Linked DNA regions of Mus musculus: regions 2 and 3 are each linked to region 1. Evidence: chromatin contacts called from public HiChIP or PLAC-seq and capture Hi-C data. All regions are on one chromosome and are shown on one strand. Each heading gives the region's core, a stretch centred on a gene start, on an enhancer-like site or on the middle of the called end of the contact. The rest is flanking DNA. Distances are from core to core; before and after follow the strand shown.

Region 1 (4,414 bases), core at 1,288-3,787:
GCAGGAAGTCAGGGTGCGTATGGGAGCTGGAGAGTAAGGCACACTGTAGGTGGCAAGACATGACCCAGTGGAGGTGACATTGTCTACCAGAAGCGTTGTACATTGCTTAGCATGTACATGGCCCTGGTTCTATCCCCATTGGGGAAAAACTGGCTCAAGTAAGAAAGTTGTGAAGGCCACACTGAGCAGAGACCATGAAGGCATCAGCAGCCATTGCCCACCACCTAGGCCAACTGTCATGGCACTGCTAATCATCTACTACTACATGATCCACTCTAAGTAATCAGCCGAATGTATGTAGGGCTGTCCTAGGATCCATTGGGCCTACCTGCTCCTGGGCCTGAGCACCTCCCAGGCACACCAAGTCCTGCCAGCCTCCGTAGCCATCCTTGGAGAGACCACAGGTGGTCCACAATGTCAGCTTCCACTCGATGTTGGCTGAAAGGGACTCTCCACTGCTGATCTCAGCAGTAGCCTGGGTCCTCCTGAGAGGAGAGTCATGGGTGGGAAGCAGACAGAAGGCCTTTGGGAAGGGAGGCCTACACTCATCCTCTTGCAGTGGATACACAAGGACACTGTTGCCATAGGCCTTCTGATTTGGCTCCCAGACTTTTCCTGGCTGCTCTTTGCCCGTGTTTTTACGCAGCCAGACCAAGGAATAGCCTGTCAGCCAGGCATCCAGCTTCCTCATGCTGGACTAGTCCCCTCTGCCCATAGGGCAGCTCTTTTCCCAGATCTTGCCTCTCCTTCCCATGCCATCCCCCAGTTTCAACCTTAGGAGTTTAAGGGCCAACAGGTAAGGGCCTTCTTCAGAGATAGTCTCCTCCCCTAGAGCCCATCGAAAAGCAAGAGACCCACAGCACTCAGGCATCAGACCACCCAGAACAAACGGAACTCACTGCAGAAGGGCCTCCAACAGCTTGGTGACATTGGAGGAGTAATGGAGAACAATCACTGGCCTCAGCAGAAGCTGGGATACATCCAGCTGCAGGAGACAGGCAGGGTCAGCAGGCTTCCGGCCCCTGTCCCCTCACCTGCTCACCCTCACAGTCCAAGCCAGGTTACCTCTCGGACCACACTGTGGTTTAAGATGAGGAGAAGCAGGGCAGAGGCTCCCAGGAAAAGGGCTCGACGCATCTGCAAGGGAAGACGGAAGGTGGGAGGCTGTCACACACCTGCCTTACCCACGGCCCCAGCTCTCAGGAGCCCGACATCTGGATAGACTAGCTATAAGCTCCCTGAAGTCAAGCCAAAGCTAAGGGATGGTTTTGGAGGCCGAAGAGATAATGACAGCCAAAGGCAACACACGATGGTTGTGGACTAAGGCAATATTTAGTTATGGAACATAGATCACAACATTTTATAGATGCTAACTTTCCTACACCATAGTTACATAAAGAATATTCTTGATTTTAAGAAATTTGTACATTATCATGTGTGTGAGAAACTTATGCTCCTTTCATTCTGTAGGATCCAAAATTCTTTTCATTGGCCCTAGTCCTAGCAAAGCAGCTCTCCACCCTTGCCAGCTCCTATCACCAGAGCAGGTCCACTTTCCCCAGCAAGTCTCTCCACCTCCTCCCCATCACACTGCTTTGATGCTCCATACTGGTGTTTGCTGACCCACTCGGGCCCAGGGCTTCTCTGGAAAGGCTCCTCATAGGCCACCTGTTAGCCTGGCTCTAGCAGATGTTTCGAATGCATTTTCTTTCTCCCCTTCCCTCAAACACCCTTTGCACCTGCTGGACCAGAGCCTTGGGATATGCCTTCTGGCTACTGCCTTGATTCTCTTGGTGGAACTGGGCGACCTGCTCTTTGCCCACATATGCCACTGCAATCCAGCCATCTACGGGTATCTCTTGCTCAGCATCCACGACATCCATCTGTGTAACGAGGAGCCATGAAAAGAAGGAGGCAAGGGGAATAGAAGAGGCAGCCCGGGTCTGCCACAAAGCACGCAAGGTCAGGGTACGGGTACGGGAATGAGTGTGGAAGGGGCATGTGGCTGTCAGGTTTGCCAACTCCTGAAGGCTGGGAAGTAGTAGCATTCTGGGCTGTCAAGGGCTAGCTTCTGGATGAAGACAGCGGGGTCTATCCGAGGGTCATGGCAAGTTTAGGCGGGGCTGAGCTCACCAGCAGCAGGCGGCCACCCAGCAGAGGTTCCGGACCGTCTTCCGGACCGATTCTGACGCCCTCCAAAACCAAGGCGTCCTGCCGCGGCAGTTTCACATCCACTCGCACTGAGCGGGCTCCGCCCCGTCCCTCCCCGGTCGCCGGCTCGCTGCCGTCCGCCGCCGCTCCCGGGCCCATCAGGCCCAGCCACAAAGGCAGCAGAGGCAGCAGTAGCAGCAGCGGCGACGGCGGCGATGGGGGAGGGGGCGGCAACGAAGGCGACCTCAGCGCGGGGCGATCGGCAGAGCCCATGATCCGACCGGAGAGGTGGCGAGGCCGTAGTCTAAGGTCCCGGGGACCGGGAGAACAGAGTGAGCCAGGCCGCGCCGGACAGGGCGGGGCTCGGCACCGGGAGGGGCGGGGCCGCAGCCGGAGGGGGCGGTGCGGGGAGGGGGGGGCTGAGTTGGTGCTTGACAGCGAGAGCGCCTCCTGGTGGCTCCTGAGAAACCTAATGTAGGAGGCCTGAGGAGCTGCGATGGAGCAAATACCTTAGAGCCTTGGAGAGCTCACCAAGTTGTCTGTCAGTGGAGATAGGTGCGGTTGTCTCAGGATTGGAGAAATGTAGGGGCGAGGGAGGTATAAGGGTCTGGGCTGATTGACCTACGGTGTTGTCAAGGCTATGTCTCATCCTCCTCTGGGTCAGTGTTCTTTCATGGGATCAGCGAGCAGGCTGCAGAGAATCACAGAAAGCAGATGGGGAGACTGAGGCCATGGTTTTAAAGGAGCAGGGAGGAGGGCTGGGCACACGAAGCTGTACAAACCAGGCAGAGCCATAGTGGCACGGAGCACTGGGCTGTCCTCGCCTGTAAAATGGACTTGATCTAAACCTGCACTGCCTTGCTTCTAACATGATCGCCAGTGCTTACTGGAATGAGAAGGTTCCGCTTTTGTCCGAAAATTTGTCCTTCAGCCCAGAGGTTTGTGGTTGCTGGTAGCTGGCTCAATCTGAAACCTGAGCCTTTTACAAATTGTACCCTGATAAAAGGGCAAAGAGCTAATGAGCTGCAACACCCCCTCCCACTTTGTAATAAAATATTAAAATCTACAGAAAATAGAAACCTGGTTAGCCACCAGGATGCAATGACTAAAATATTCCCAGAAGGAGACAGAGATGTAGAGAAGAAGCTCGGCTGGCCTGCAAACAGGGAATTGACATAAAATCAGTCAGCACATATGTAAAATTGGTTGTCAGAGGAGGTATTGCACTTGGGGACCTGGGAGGAGGTGCTATGGCTTGCTCTTTGCTAAATCACAACAAAGTTAGGTACCACCGGGAAAAGACGTGAAATTGGACCCCTACTGCACCGTGCATAAGGAAAACCATGTGAATTAAAGACTCAAATACAACTTTAACATTTTAATAGAGAACACGATTTTGATGATTTCAAGTGCTTGAGAGCTGTTTGTTTGTTTTTTTGGTCTTGTTTTTTTTGTTTGTTTGTTTTTGTTTTTGTTTTTTTGTTTTTTCAAGACAGAGTTTCTCTGTGTAGCCCTGGCTGTCCTGGAGCTCACTTTGTAGACCAGGCTGACCTCCGACTCAGAAATTTTCCTGCCTCTGCCCCCCAAGTGCTGGGATTAAAGGTGTGCGCCACCACACCCGGCTTGTTTGTTTTTAATGACAGAAAAACTACATTATGATGGGCATGCCTGTAATCCCAGCACTTGGGAGGGTAAAGCAGGAGTTTGAGACCAGCCTATTATACAGTGAGACCCTCTTTAAAAAAAAAAAAAGATGTTAAATGACGTGTGTAGCAACTGGAGAGATGGATCAGTAATTAGAGCACTGGCTGCTCTTTCAGAAGATCTGGGTTTAATTCCCAGCACCCACATGGACTGCGAGTTCACAATTGCTTGAGAGTCTCAGAGGATCTGTCGCCCTCTTCTGGCCATTGTAGGCTACTGCATGTGTATGGTACACTTCATGCCTGTGCAGCAGGCCAACACTCATAGAATAAAATAAAAATGAAAAAAGTTCTTACATAGAAAATAGGGTTGGTAGGATGTCTCAGTGGGTAAAGCCTGGTGACCTGAGGGCCTGTGTTTTATCCCTGGGACTCATATGACAGAAGAAGAGAGCCAACTCCTGCAGTGTCCTTTGGCCTTCACCCATGACTTGACATTCCCCCACTCACATCCATATTTTGACGTACATTTCCACACATGTGCCATGATACATGCGATCTCCTTGCATGCAGAACTAGATATAAAAATGTGCTGGGCAGTTTTATATCAACCTGACACA
Region 2 (4,414 bases), core at 1,376-3,875, 650 kb after region 1:
CTGGGCCGAAGGTGAGCAAGGGGCGTGGAGCCATATGCCCTGCACCTGAAGGGGGCAATTTGAGGCATTTAGTGACCCAGAATTCCTGTTCCCAAAGCCTCACAGAATCATCTCTGTGGACTAAATCTCTGCCAGTTTCTTTCTTTACTTCTTCTTTCTTTCTCCTTCCTTCCTTCCTTCCTTCCTTCCTTCCTTCTTTCCTTCCTTCCTTTCAAATTATTTTTTATATATGAGTACACTGTTGCTGTCTTCAGGCACACCAGAAGAGGGCATCAGATCCCATTACAGATGGTTGTAAGTCACCATGTGGTTGCTGAGAATTGACCTCGGGACCTCTGGAAGAGCAGTCAGTGCTTTTAACCACTGAGGTATCTCTCAAGCCCTCTCTGCCAGTTTCATCAGTCCCCCTCCTACTAGGTTGTGGGAAATACCCCAGAAGGGTGCAAAGCCCTAGCCCTGCCCTGACCGAAGGACAATGCATGGGTGCTGGAGGACAAACAGACCTCCCTCCCTGGTCTTAGAGCCCAGGTTGCCCTGCTGGTCGGGCAAGGACTCCAGTGGGGCAGCCACATACCCGCCCCACCAGTTCCAAGCCACACAGGCCTCCTGCTCCTTCAGCACAAAGCAGGGGATCTCCAGCACGTTGAAGAAGGCCACGCCCATGATGTCGGAGATGGAGTCACCCTGGCTCCTCAGGCACTGTTGAAACCTGTCCCCAGAACCAGAATTCAGGTCCAAGGACCCCGGAGAGCCTCCTGGGAACTTTTGCAGCCCACCCTACCAAAGGATCCTTCCTGCTCTAGAGCCTCAGTTCGGCCCACCTGCACGGAGGGTGGTTGGAAGAAGGGGCCCCAGCTGCTGGTCTTTAGAACTCTCTGGGTCCCTGGTGCCTAGACCCAAGAACCGGGTAACTCTACTCTGTCCCCGAGCCTCAGGCCCTCTCTTTCTGCTGCCAACCTGGCGTCACAGTCGCAGTGAGAGATGGTGTGGAAGCGGAAATTTCGGATGCCATAGTTATACTGCAAGGGCGAAATGGTTTGTGGGCACTGATCGTGTTCCCGGCAGCAGAGGTCAGGGCCGTGGAACACGCCTGCATGGAGAGAAAGGGAACAAAGTGGAGCAGGGGCCTGGATGCTGTGAAGCAGCTCATATATGCCTACCTTGTATAGCAAACGGCCCTCCGCAGTCCAGCTCATGGCCAGGGCAGGGCGCTTGTTGTCCAGATACAGGGCCCTCACAGCTCCAGAGTTCTCAGAGAAGACCACAGGCTGGCAGCCTCCTTTGCCTGGTCCAAACAAGGGAGCCCACCCACCAGCTTCTGGACTTGTCTTCCTCAGAGCTGACTCACAGAGTTCCCAAGCTCACACCCAAATAAAACTCCAGATAATGAAAGTGTGTGTTATGGAATGATAGTCAGGCCAGGCACAGTCTTTCCTCTGGCACAGCAAGAACATCTTGGGTGGCCAAGATGCCATCCTGCCTGCTCAAGCCTAGTCCTCCAGCAGCATTCCTTGCAGATATACAGCATTCAACCACAGTTCGAGCAATGGCGCCCTTTGTTGTGATGTTTACATGAGCGGAGTTCACAGCAGCCCCCAAAGGGAAGTGGCTCTTTATCTTCTAGATAAGGAACTTGGAGCTTCAAGAAGTGTCAGCTTGAATATGCTGAGCTGTACCCAGGTCTTTGGAGCTCTTGCCACTGAAGAACCTCATGGGTAGAGGTTGTTTAGAGCAGTAGAATCTGGATCCTCCTCAATCTACCTCCTCCCTCGAGTGATTCATGGGTTTGAGTAAGACCTTTCACATCCATGACGTCACTTAAGTGTCTCATGAAGAGCTACTCATATTCATACCCATTTTACAGATTTAAAAAATGAGGTTAAAGTGCCTATGTCACTTCTCCAATAACACAGCCTGGAAGAATGGGAGCCAGGCTGGAGTCCAACACCCCACCCCACATATACATACCATACACCTACCCAAACCCCGGGGGCTCACCCAGTTCTGAGGCATTTTCAGCAGAGTTCCCAACACCGCACCACAGCGTGCCAGGAATGGTCCAGCCTCTCCTCCTTCGACGGTGCTCTCTGTCAGGTGCTCCACTCTGCTCTATTGCTCGCTTCTCCCTGGCTCCTGTAGGACTATCCTGAGACCTTTGACATGCCTCCCACTGGCTCTGCAGAGTGGCCAGTGCTCTCTGCAGCGCAGGTCCAGGGGTTTGGATGAAGGAGTGCTGCAAAGGCTCATGAGCACAGAGGGCCCTGAACGCTGTGATAAGTTCAGATTCATCCTGCCTGATACAAACCTGCAGCCTGTGGTGTGTATCCCAGAAGGCCTGGAATAATGCCAGGCCTTGGGCATCTTTGCCCAAGAAGCTCAGGGAGCCCAGAGGGTTACCAGGGATGGGCTGGACCAAATGGCAGGAGGTACTGTCCCAGTGACGGGTATGGGAGCCCTCTAGGAAAGCCAGCACTCCTAGAAGTACCCCCAGGACCCCCATTCTACTCTAGTCCAGCCTGGTCAGACAAAGCCCCGGGATGCCTGCCTTTGACTGCCCCTGAGGCAGCTGCTGAGGCTCCAGCGGAAGCGATGCCCAGCAGCCCCTGGGTGTCAGGGCCAATGAATGGAGCCTAGGGAGGAGGAGGAAGGCTGGTGTATGGGGTGATATTGGGCTTGTAACCGAATCCACCGGCTGGGCAGGCTGCTGATTGGCTGAGGGATGCATTGCTGAGCCCACGCCTCCACTCATCGTGTCCGCGGAGCTGTCCAGTCACCTGCCCCGGGCTGCCCTGGAAGCATCTGTGGGAGCCAAAGCCTTGGACTATGAGGGTGAGGATGGAGGAGGGAGGTCAAGGGGGAGCTTTATCCCCTTTGGAGCCAGAAGAGAGTTCAGGGACTTAGAGGAGACCTCCAGAACCTGTCCTTGTACTCCTAACCCAGTTGCAACTACCACACCCAAGTCTATGAGATTGGCAAGAGGCCATGGACTTCAGTTAGGGCGGGTGAAAGAGGCCAGGGCACGGCTGGGGCTCTGGAGCCCACCTTGGGAGTTCCCAAATCTTCTGGGAAAAGAAGGTTGATTCTGGTGCTCTTTGCAAGTCCTGGTTCTGAGAAAGGCTGTTGGGATTCTCCAAAGAGAGTGCCACAGGATCCCTGCGACTTCCAGCACAGGTCTGGTCCAACGCCATACTCCTGTCTGATGGTTGGGATACATAACCAGAGTAGGACCTGATAGTAACCTGGAGCAGGACTGGCACTGGGGATTTAAAAGATAAGGTCCCCAAATAAGTATAAAATGGCTCAGGGGGCCAGGTCCTTCTATTCTTGGAGTATGACGCCCAGAAGGAATCATGTGTCCCACCCCCCCCAAGAGGCTTACGTCTCTGTATCATGGAGGGGGCTATACTCAGCACTGTTTCCCATGTCCCCAAGCTGATGTGTTATTTTGCTTCCAACCATCTGGTGAAGCTAGTAGTTATACCCATTATATAGATGAAGAAACTGAGCCCAGCTGGCTGTTATGTGCACACCTTTGATCCCAGCACTTAGAAGGCAGAGGTGGGCAGATCTCGGTGTTTAAGGCAAACCTGGTCTACATAATGAGTTCCAGGACAGCCAAAGCCACAAAAACCCTGTCTCAAAAACAAACACACAAACAACAACAGCAGCAGCAGCAACAACAACAACAGTCAAGATAGGAAGAAACTGAAGCCCCAGAGTGATGTAAAAATAATTCAAACGACACTCAGGTCCCCACAGGGCTGAGAGAGTTTAAAGGCGCAAATTGGGGCTAGCTGGAGCAGTCCCCCTCAGCTGCCATGCTACACTCTGCAGGAAGTCAAGTCCCGTCGAGGCAGAGGCAGAGCCAGTGTAGGAAGGGAGCAGAGAGTCCGCTTCAGCCATGAGGCCTATCTTTGTGGCTTCAGAACTAGCCCTGACCTGGAGGTAATAGCCGAGGATTAATGAAAAGAGAATTATTTAACCCAGGTGCCAAACCCCTCTCCTGAGGTTGAGAAAGATGTGGTGGCAGTGAGAGAAGAGGGTGTGGGCACAAGCCAAGGTTTTAAAAAAAGCACAGTAGTGGTATTCGCTGTTGTCGTAGGACCTGCCATCCAGCTCGGCTCCCTTTTCCACATTCCACAGCCTTCCTTGCCCTTCACTGGGAAGGCTGGATGGACTCACATCAAGAGCCCAGCTTTGGAAAGATCAGACAGACCCAACTGGAACAGTGTGAGCCTGGCCTTAGAAACCTACAGCTCTGGCCCTCAGCTTCCTCTTCTGCATGACCGGGACGTTCCTGATCCCTGTTGTTACTCACAGGCATTAGGTAAGACTCTTACCATAAGCATAGCGTCCGTCCGCTGTGAAAACACTCACTAACACCCCAGGGTAGCAGGAAGCAGCCTAACTAGGA
Region 3 (4,414 bases), core at 996-3,495, 610 kb before region 1:
TGTCAATAGCTAGTGTCCTGGGCTGTGGCTTTGCCTCAGGGGAGAGAAGAGGGACCAGCTTTGAGTCACCAGGGGACTGAAATGTCAAAGATGACCCTAGAGAGTGTGGTAAACTATGATACTAAAGCTATCTTTCGTTATCTGCCACTTTGATCTGGAGGCTACCTGCCCTGGGGAGTACCCTGGTCACATGACTGGACACCTTGACCCTTTGGATTCGGACCAAGGTTAATGTCCGGGGTGGGGGCAGCCCCTGAATCCAGGGACACCTGTACCTTCAGCAGACTCCCAGGGCCTGGTCTGTGAAGGATTCCCACTTGATTAGTTCTTGATTTCTTTTTGCCCCTTCTTTTGAGATTTCCCTGGCTGGGCAGCTAGGCTTCAGGGAAGCCTCCCAAGAACGCTCCAAGAGAGAGTGTTTCCTGCCAGTCTGATAGCAGACTCCAGCTCTCTCCCTTAGCCCAATAGCAAACTGTCTGGAAAGGCTTAGCAAGTAAGGTGCTTGCAGATCACCCCTACAACACCCCCCAGTGACTGTTCTTATTCCCATGGAAGAATTCCCATACTAATGGGAAACTCCCAAGAGATTCAGGGCGCATCATCAGGCACCTTCCATGTTAAGTCGCTTCATCCTCACCTCTGCCCAGGAAATAACATAGAGGCCCTGAGAGGTTAAGGGGTATGGCTAAGGTCCCATTGAAACAAGGTGGTAGATGCAAGAGCCCAGGGCTCGCTGGGTTGGCGGCTAGTTCTTCCTGCGTCACAGCTCTGTTCTATCAGAAATCTTAAAGGAGCATAAGCACCCAGCTGACCTGATGGATGCTCAAGTGCGCAAGAAGAGCTTTGGGGATGGGTGCTTCTCAGGGGCTCTTACGACTCCAACTATAGGTCTGAATAGATAGCAACTGGCCAGAAGCCTGGAACAGACATTCAGATGGGAGCCAGGGTTTGTCTGGCTTCTCTACAGGTTTCACATGCCTATGAGAAACCCAGAGCCCTAGACAAGTCCTAAAGGTTCAGGCCTGCCTTGGCCCAGGGTGGCTGGGGGTGTTGTCTCTCACTGAGCCCCTCTCTCCCGGCGCCAAGACAGGGCTATGATTAATCAGCGACAAAAGCAGAAACAAGCAGAAAAATGTAATCAGCCAGGGAAGGGCATGGCCAGGCTGTGGCAATCAGCTTTCCTGCTGGGGCCTTTGGCTGATTGGACCCAAGGGGGCAGGGAGATAGTTCAGATGAGGGTTCCAGGAATGAGACTGAGGCCAGCTGAGGCCCACCCAGGCCAGGGGCTCACCAGATCCCATAATTGTACACGGAGACACACACATCTGTGCTCGGATACGCATAGCACTCCCAGCCCAAGGGCCTTCGCACCTGCCCACACCTGCTTCCGGGCTTCTGCCCTTCGCTGCCAGCTCACAGCTCACATGTAGGTGGCCGTGCACAGTTCAAACACTCTCATCTGCAAGTGGGTTTGAAAACGTATCTTCACAGTGTCCTGAACGAAAGATGAAGAGAAACGCATGCACATGCTGCCCCCCCCTCCAGACACCTACCCCCACCCCCATAGAACACATGCTAAGGACCGGAGGAAGGTCTAACCTGCAGCCATGTGACCAACAGGCTCTGGGTCGTCTGCCTCCTCCTCATGGCCCCTGGGGACATGAGACAGACCTTGGCTCCTGCTCTGCAAACTGAGAGGCAAGGGCTCAGGAAGGAGCCAGGACAACAGCCCTTTGTGGGATCAAGTCAACTGCTGGTGTCAGCCACAGGCCAGCGGAGTCTCCTGCAGATCTGTGCTTGGCCTCTGCCTGCTGGCCCTGCCTGGTGACCTTGGCCAATGTCCTTTTCTAAGCCTCAGTTTCCCCACCTTGGAGCCTCTCCTGGCACCAACTTGAGGATTACTGGTCCTGAGGACCCTCGCGCCTGGAGCAACCTCACCTTTCTGGGTCTCTAGTCGTTAGTTCTCAGCTCTCCGCTCTCGCTGGGGGAGGGTTAGTGGAGGCAGGTGGGATAGGGGGTACAAGGAACGGCTCCACCCCTGGTCCACACCACCCGGGTCCTGCTGGCTGCTAACGTGGGGTGCGGGAGACAGCAATCCGAAGCAGACTGGGGGAAAAGCAGAGTCGGGGAGAACCAGAGAAGGCGCCCGGGAGGGCTTGGGGTGGCCGCTCAGGGGCCGGCAGCGGGAAGGGGCGGGGGCGGGAGGGGCGGGCGGGGGAGGCGGGAGCGCGGCGAGCGCCGCACAGAGCAAGCGAGCGAGCGAGTGAGGAGTGCAGGCGGCGGCGGCGGCGGCGGTGGCGGCGGCGGCGGTGGCGGCGGCGGCGGTGGCGGCAGCGGCGGGAGCCGGAGCGGCGGGTCGGGCAGCCGCACCAGCGAGCGGACGAGCGGGCGGCGAGCAACGCGGAGCGCGCGGAGGGAGCGCAGCGCGCAGCGGTCCGAGCCAAGAGGCCGGAGCGGCGCCGCCCCCGCCATCCCTGCGAGCCCCCGGCCGGGATCCCAACGAAGGAGCCGGCGGCATGGCCCGACAGCCCGGGGCGCAGGGGCGCTAGGTCCCGGACGGGTGCCCATTGCCTCGCCGCCGCCACTGCGCGCCGCACCGCGCGCACCGCCCGCTCCAGCCGCCCCCGGGGCCGCCGGCGGCCCATGAGCCCCGGCCTCAAAGTTTGCGGCGGGCGGGCGGGCGCGGAGCCTCCAAGATGCCGTTCCACCCGGTGACGGCGGCGTTGATGTACCGGGGCATCTACACCGTGCCCAACCTGCTGTCGGAGCAGCGCCCGGTGGATATCCCTGAGGACGAGCTAGAGGGTGAGTGCCCTGCCGGGACCCCTGCCACGAGCCCTCCTACCTGTGCGCCCTGGTGCCGCGCTGGCCCGGGGAGCCCGGGACCCTGCTGCGCGACTCGGATGAGCGGCTACGCGGGAGGCGGGACGGCCGGGTGGCCCCGGGCGCCGCGGTGGGGGTCGCCGCGGCGCAGGAGCAGCCCGGCCCCTGCCCGCGTGGCCCCCAGCGCTGCGGAAACTTGCGGGGCCCCGCAGCGGGGTCACTGGGCCGCGTGGCCGGCGGTGACGGTGCGGCAAGGCGGCGGGGGCTGAAGTGGAGAGTCCGAGCTGTTGCCCCCCGCGCCCGCCACCGGAGCGTCCGCATCCTGATCCCTTCCGCGGCGCCCGCCCGTGGCTCTGCGCTCCTATTGACATTCCGCTCGTGTCGCGTTGAGAATCCAATCTGCTCCGGCAGTGGGAGAAGGGGAGAGAGGGCGACTGCCCCGCTCTTGCTGGGTGCAGGGCTACCCCCATCCCCTTCTGCGGCCCTGCGAGGGACCCCCCACCCGTGCGCTGCCGAGGCAGCTGGGAGGCGTTGGCGACAACAAGTGGCCGGATTGGGAGGCTCGGTCGCGATAGCAAAAGCCTGGAAGGAAAGGCAGAGGCCGGAACCTAAACCTCCCCCCGACCCTAGTCCCCGTGCCTTTCGGGAATAGGGACCGCACGCAGGCAGTTGGCTATTGAAGATCAGAGCAGCAGGCCGAGGCTGGGGTTCCTGGATTGAGTGTCCTGGGGCGCAGTGAGACCCCTGGGGCCTTCCTAGCTTTTTCTCTGCTGAGATTGGGGGCGGGGGTGTGCTCAAGATTCCCCTCCCCCCAGGCCTCTTGAGGCCCCATATGGAGTGGAGTCGGAGACTCTGAGCTGATGGGAGTCTTGGTCCCTTAGGGTGTTTGTCGGCTGCTGGGGGAGGGGTTGAGATTACCCAGATGATGGGCCTGTCTCCGGTCTCTGTAGTCAAGGGGTCTCAGCTTTGGGGTCCCACTTGGGCTCATAGGAGTGAGTTGGAGTGACCAACATAGGAAAGGATACTAGTGGGAGCCCAGGGGAAGCCATTCGGGAAGTCTGTCCTCAGCCCAGGCCTGGTCTGGGGCAAATTTTGGGCGAGTAGACAGTGGAGAGAGAGAGAAAGGGTGCAACTGCCATGCTCACTGCACCACAGTCCACCAGACACCCACTTCCCACACCCCCCATGAACTCAGAAGCAGGAAAAGTCGCAGAGGGGCTCTCAGCCCCAACAGTGGAGGCACAGATGGAAGGATGTGTGCTTAGTCTATACCCCGGAAACCCCAGGTCCTGTCCTGTCTGGACCAAAGCAGAGCCTCCTCCAGGTTGAGGGGAAGAGATGGGGCCCGGGAGGGGTGCAGGGCGCAGGCCAGTTTCCCTTTCCTTTACTGCCTTTAATTCTGAGCCACGCAGAAGCGTCCATCCACCCCTTTCTCTCCACTCTTGGGACAGAGGCGGCATGTCTCCCCAGAGAGATCCAGCCTCCTTTCCCCTGCTCCCAGCACCCCCCACATAACCTGGCCCCATGACTCCAGGTCTCACTGGATCCCCAGTCAGGCTATCGAGAAGCTGAGAGAGACAGTCGTGCAGGG

The links. HiChIP or PLAC-seq counts read pairs in DNA pulled down with a chosen protein or histone mark. Capture Hi-C pulls out chosen DNA fragments and counts their contacts.
Region 2: an H3K4me3 HiChIP or PLAC-seq map of embryonic limb bud shows a contact between it and region 1, with 5 times the contacts expected there. The contact joins the promoter of Pla2g3 here to the promoter of Rnf215 in region 1. A contact is called at or near these places in 1 of 39 promoter capture datasets (embryonic stem cells) and 1 of 115 datasets of contacts at active chromatin or transcription factors (embryonic limb bud).
Region 3: a capture Hi-C map of embryonic stem cells shows a contact between it and region 1, with 4 times the contacts expected there. The contact joins the promoter of Cabp7 here to the promoter of Rnf215 in region 1. A contact is called at or near these places in 3 of 39 promoter capture datasets (embryonic stem cells and neural stem cells), 2 of 484 Hi-C or Micro-C datasets (both in embryonic stem cells), 1 of 115 datasets of contacts at active chromatin or transcription factors (stem cell-derived neural progenitor cells) and 1 of 9 other capture datasets (embryonic stem cells).

The regions. Positions count from the first base shown.
Region 1 is chr11:4,133,283-4,137,696 of GRCm38.p6, reverse strand. It overlaps Rnf215 (ring finger protein 215), which reads right to left and starts at 2,537. Exons shown (of 9, transcript NM_027859.3): 1 at 2,134-2,537; 2 at 1,740-1,883; 3 at 1,066-1,137; 4 at 900-985; 5 at 329-485. The coding sequence starts at 2,424.
Region 2 is chr11:3,486,438-3,490,851 of GRCm38.p6, reverse strand. It overlaps Pla2g3 (phospholipase A2, group III), which reads right to left and starts at 2,625. Exons shown (of 7, transcript NM_172791.2): 1 at 1,999-2,625; 2 at 958-1,090; 3 at 575-709; 4 at 1-45. The coding sequence starts at 2,500.
Region 3 is chr11:4,745,010-4,749,423 of GRCm38.p6, reverse strand. It overlaps Cabp7 (calcium binding protein 7), which reads left to right and starts at 2,245. Exons shown (of 5, transcript NM_138948.4): 1 at 2,245-2,805. The coding sequence starts at 2,697. It overlaps Gm35102 (a long non-coding RNA gene), which reads right to left and starts at 3,598. Exons shown (of 4, transcript XR_003949631.1): 1 at 2,846-3,598; 2 at 1,939-2,106; 3 at 1,600-1,652; 4 at 1-1,495.